2 separate regions of the Sus scrofa genome follow, and region 2 is linked to region 1. Evidence: chromatin contacts called from public HiChIP or PLAC-seq data. All regions are on one chromosome and are shown on one strand. The core of a region is the stretch at or near the end of the contact, and the rest is flanking DNA. Distances in the headings are between cores, read along the strand shown.

Region 1 (2,700 bases), core at 156-2,655:
ACTGCACACTCAAAACAAAAAGAAAATTAGCGAAATTTTTAAAATTTCACTGGCAAAAAAAGGAATTAATCTAATGGACATTATGACTGTCACATGGAGGTATTTCCGGGATCTTATTATGTATCAACGGGGATAAGATATGGACAGACATAGTCAGATCTCAGTGGTTTTGCTTCTTGAAAAAAAGTTTCTCCTGATGTATTTTTCAATACTAGATGCTTAGATGCTTAGGGAGTTTTGTTGTTTATTGTTTGAGAGGAAAGTACAAAAAATAATAATAATAATAATAACCGAAGGAGCGATGTTTCTGCATCTCCTCCAAAAACAAGGTTGAAGACATTTTCCCCTGTTGCCTAATATTGCCGACATAAGATCCATGAGATGAATTCTCCTGTAATTTAATACCAGGAAAATGTTTGTCTTTCTTGAAAAAGCAAGCAAGTTTTCTTTAATCAGATAAGGAGACTGATCAAAGCCATCCATATTCCCTTTTCTCAGAAGCTAAGCACTAACTTCAGTATTCAAGGCCAGAAATTACATTAAATGGTAAGTGCTGTTGAGTCAAAATACAATGTGGACCACGCATTTGATTTTTTTCTCACATATGTGATTTGAAATTTCTTGTAGCTACCTTAAAAAGAAATCAGTGGAATTAATTTAATAATATATTGTGCATAACCTGATCCTTGAAAATATTTCAACATGTAATTAAAGTCAATATAAGTCAATATAAAAAAGGAGCTATTTTCCAGTCCTTTTATTAGTGAAGTTTTGAACTCTTCTGTGTGATTTATACTTAAGGCACATCTCAATTTGTGGGGTTTTTTTGGACTTTTTAGGGCTGCACCTGTGGCATACAGACATTCTCAGGCTAGGAGTCTGATCGCAGCTGCAGCTGCTGGCCTACACCACTGCCACAGCAATGCAGGATCCAAGCCTGTGTCTGTGTCCTGCACTGCAGCTTGTGGCAACGCCAGATCCTTAAACCACTGAACGAGGTCAGGGATCAAACCCCCATGCTCATGGACACTATTTGGATTCTTAACCCATTGAGCCACAATGGGAACTCCCACATCTCAATTTCAAGGAGTCACTGTTTGTGGCTAGTGACTCATGTATTTGACAGCAGGTCTGGTAACTGGTAGACAGTCTGTGTGCATTTTTTCCCTATTTTTATAGGATTTTTATACATGTCTTCTATGATAAGTTACTTCAATATTCTATTGGAAGTTTGCAGGATATGACTTACAAGTAAATAAATACAGGAATAAACTGATGACTACATACAAATCGCTAAGAAATTAGAAGTTTTAGGCCAAGCTTTGCTTGAACTGTTTGTATGACTGTGGGTACATGTTAAGCCTTTAGTTTTCCGCTTCTTCATTGAGGAAGTGACAAAAGTTCACTCAGACAGCTTCTAAGGCTGCTTTGGCTCTAAGAAATGATGACTTTGCTGCTTTTTAAAAACCAAGTACTAGGTTTTGATTGTGCTTTCAAGCTAAACACATGTTAACCATACGTCATAATATGTATCTGACAAATGCCTCTTACCATTCTCTCTAACGTGGCATCAAGATGGGATTATGGAGTGAGGAGTGACGGTAAGGATGTGGTACAGCCTGTCTGACTCAGCTTCCATGCTCATGTAATTCCTGTGTTTCCATGTTAGCCACTTTGGGGTGATAACTGGGTGGGCTGTATTCACCATTGTGTTCCCAGAGCATACAGTAGGCACTCAATAAATATTGGTTGAATGAATGTGTGAGAGATGCTTCTCCCCAGCACGATCTGAGTACAGGGGGCTGTGGGGACCCTTAGATGCTAAACAAGGGTTATCTCTCCAGGGCTTTGTGGGTTTCAGATAGAGCAGCAAAGGGTAGCAGAGATTTGATTTTCAACAAGACAACTTGCAGGATTTCCCTGGTAGTGACTGAATTAAGGATCCCGAGTTGTTACTTCAGGCTGCAGCTGTGGTCTGTTGGCCCTGGAGCTTCTGCATGCCAAGGGTGTGGCCAAGAATTAAAAAAATAAAAACCAATCTCATCCTCAACACAAGTTGCCCCTCCAACTAGATTCTAGTACAGCGAATCAGCTATCAACTCAGCCAGCTGGTCTTGAGCCCTGAGGCTAAAACTCAAGAGTAGGACTTCCTGAATCTCTAGTCTTAGGATTTTGCCAAATAAAGAAATTCAGCCTACAAGCAAAAGTGAGCTGAGGGGAAAATGGATGGTTTTCCTTCTTGCAGGGGTGTAGGTCCGAGACAAGGTATAACACATCGATTATCCATCAACTATACTTCAATTTAAAAAAAAAAGATCAAGTGAGCATCATGATATGAAAATTTGCAAAGGAAGAAACAGAAATCAACAATAAATATGCCAAAAATTCAACTTAATATGGAAACATAAATTAAGGTATTAATGATATAACATTTTTTTGCTCTTTCATACCTTGATGATAGTTACAAACTAAAAAACAAAAGGTATAAATTGATCTAGGGATCCCATTTCTAGAATTTTATTTAAAATAATTTATGAATATGTGAAAAGATTTATCCAAGCATGTTTATTACTACATTTCCTTTTTTTTTTTTTTTTTTTCCAGGCCACACCTGCAGCGTATGGAAGTTCCCAAGCTAGGGATCAGCTGGAGCTGCAAATGCCAGCCTACACCACAGCCATAGCAACGCCAGATCCGAGA
Region 2 (2,700 bases), core at 12-2,511, 320 kb before region 1:
CCATGTGGCTCCTTTGTGCAGACTTTTTACTTCACTCCTAATCTGAAGTGCCTTCAATGGTAGAGCGTATGGAAGGAGAGATTAAATCACCCGTCACAGGTTACACAGTGCTGACACTACATATGTCTTATTTCTGCTCAAGCTGCTGCATGGAGCTTATAAGATGCTCTGGCATTACTATGGGGGGAAAAAAATGGAAGTGTACTAGGTCAACAGAAATGAACTGTTGATATAAGAAATTATTTGTGTTTATTAGGTACTTTTCCCCCAACAGACTCAGAACATTTAAAATACATGAGCATACATAAAATCTCTGTGAATAACCTCACAGGTATACAGTTCCTTTCACCACATATTAGAAGAAGAAATGTTATTAGTTAATACACAGTAAACTATAAAGCAGAAACATTAAATACCTAAGATCTCCTCTCTGACAAGCAATCATTTAGGCATCATGGCAAATGCAAAATGGATAATCAATCTCTCTCTTTTTTTTTTAATGGCCTCACCTATGGCATATGTAAATTCCCAGGCCAGGGACTGAATCCTAGCTGAAGCTGTGGCAACACTGGATCGAACCCCCACCTCCCCAGCAACCCGACCCACTGTAGTTAGATTCCCTTTTTTTTTTTTTTTTTTTGGCTTTTTTTAGGGCCGCACCCAAGGCATACGGAAGTTCCCAGGCTAGAAGTCAAATCGGAGCTTGTAGCTGCCAGCCACAGCCACAGCAACACCAGATCCGAGCAGCATCTTCGACTTACACCACATCTCACGGTAATGCAGGATCCTTAACCCACTGAGCAAGGCCAGGGATCAAACCCACATCCTCAAGGATACTGGCTGGATTCTTAATCCACTGCACCACACCAAGAACTCCTCAATCTCTTGAACCACTGCATCTGAGACTTATGAAAGAATATCACATACTTTTTTCCTCTGTGTTAAAAATACGATTTCATAGCATCCTTTCATGCCACAGCAACAACCCTTCATTGTCTGCCTATACAGCCCGCTTGAAACCTATAAGCCTAGAAAACCTTTTCTAATAAGACTATCAAAGGTTTTCTACACACTTGTGAAGTGAAAATTAGTCAGTGAACTTGGATACTCAGGCCCCACAATCTCTACGGTGATCCAAGATTACAAAGTCACTCAAAATGCTACATCTATGTTTTTACAAAACTGCTCTCCCATGAGTCATCAAGCTCTCCTCTATCTTAGATCTATCTGAAGTAATACAGGGAAGTACATGCCCTAGCTTCTCCAACAGTTTCATCATAATTCTGCATAACCCATGCTACTACTCAATGGAGAAGCTTCCAGATAATGAGCAACTTAAAAAAGAAAAATGTCAACTATTACCTAATAAGAGGAAATGATGAGATTCATCTGGCTGAACAAGGGTAACGTCAGCTTCTGTAACAAATAGATGTAACAATACATAAAGCCCTCAACACAACAGAAGTTTATTTCTCTCTCTCCCTCTCTCATATGCTCTTTTTTTTTTTCATTATATCTTTCCCAGTATAGTTATTAGTGGGAAAGACTGCAAGTATTGACCATCAAAGATTTTCTCTTGGGGAACATGTGGTTTTCCTGGTTAGCGAACAGCCCTGCTTCATGCAACAATGGAGACCCAGGTGTCTTCGACCCTGTCTCCCCACCATCCACTACTGGCTTCATGTCATCTGCATCCAATCAGAAGAAGGAAGACAGAGCATGGGTTTTAGAAGTTGTGTCCCACATTTGACACACATGATGACACAGATGGTTACACAGCTGCTACGTGTGCCAAAGTGGCGAAGCAGCGCACATGAAGAACAGACAGTATGCTTAAACATAGTGTAAAACAATACGCCACAGTCTGCTTATTCTGGAAAACAAATAAAACAGGCCAATCAATCTAGCGTGTAGGAACCAGATATGGTGTAATTGTTCACAGGCAATGGTTTTGATTAGACCGTGAGTATGAGAAACAGATTATAAACAACAATCTCCTCAAAAAAAAGTCTTTCCGTTACTAAACCAAAGTGGGATGTTTATAATTCTGACATAAGAGTTCTTTCATTGAGGGACAGTGAAAGGGTTTCTCTCCACTACAGAATAATGGGATATCTCAATTGTGTTATGACTAATTTAAAGGAATACTGATGTCTTGTTCTATTGATGTTCTTTAATTATCCTATTGTTATTATTCCACTTAAAGGAGGATGTCAGTAGGAATAGACAAAGCTAGTCTGGGCTCCTTATGCACCTAAAAAAAGCTGATTTCCTTAGTATCTCTCTTGCTGTCAATAACTGACTCAATAGGTATAGGACTAGACCTACTACCAAAGCTGCTGGTCCTGGTCAGCATAGACCACGACCACCACATCCACAGCCATCAACGCTGCTTCAGGCACCAGCGATGGGTGGAATTCTAAGCCATCTTCTGCCTCTCTGATTCATCCCTCCAGAAGCGTAGACCCAAGTTTGGCAGACCTTAATTCCTGTGCTCCCTCTAGCTGGCAGAAGGCAGGAAGAAACAAAAGTAGGCATTTCTGCCTAGGAACTTAAGAGGAACAGGGCAGTCTCCCACACCCAGCTTCATACAATGATGGATTCCCCCAAATTCAGGAAAAGGACTCGGATGCTAGGCAGTCCCAATTGTGACAAATGTCTATTACGGATATGATAAAATGTTAAAAACATCAACATACA

Evidence for each region. HiChIP or PLAC-seq counts read pairs in DNA pulled down with a chosen protein or histone mark.
Region 2: an H3K27ac HiChIP or PLAC-seq map of alveolar macrophages shows a contact between it and region 1. The contact joins two enhancer-like sites. A contact is called at or near these places in 2 of 2 datasets of contacts at active chromatin or transcription factors (alveolar macrophages and skeletal muscle).

What each region holds. Positions count from the first base shown.
Region 1 is chr17:17,631,521-17,634,220 of Sscrofa11.1, reverse strand. All of the region lies in intron 26 of PLCB1 (1-phosphatidylinositol 4,5-bisphosphate phosphodiesterase beta-1), which reads right to left. Among named protein-coding and RNA genes, the nearest start is that of PLCB4, 280 kb to the left of the region's middle. Within about 2 kb of position 1,405, at least 4 of the 83 cell types and tissues checked have an H3K27ac peak or open chromatin away from gene starts, as enhancers often do. A contact at or near this core is called in alveolar macrophages, where this site is marked.
Region 2 is chr17:17,953,827-17,956,526 of Sscrofa11.1, reverse strand. The region is part of intron 2 of PLCB4 (1-phosphatidylinositol 4,5-bisphosphate phosphodiesterase beta-4); the gene reads right to left. Among named protein-coding and RNA genes, the nearest start is that of PLCB4, 39 kb to the right of the region's middle. Within about 2 kb of position 1,261, at least 4 of the 83 cell types and tissues checked have an H3K27ac peak or open chromatin away from gene starts, as enhancers often do. A contact at or near this core is called in alveolar macrophages, where this site is marked.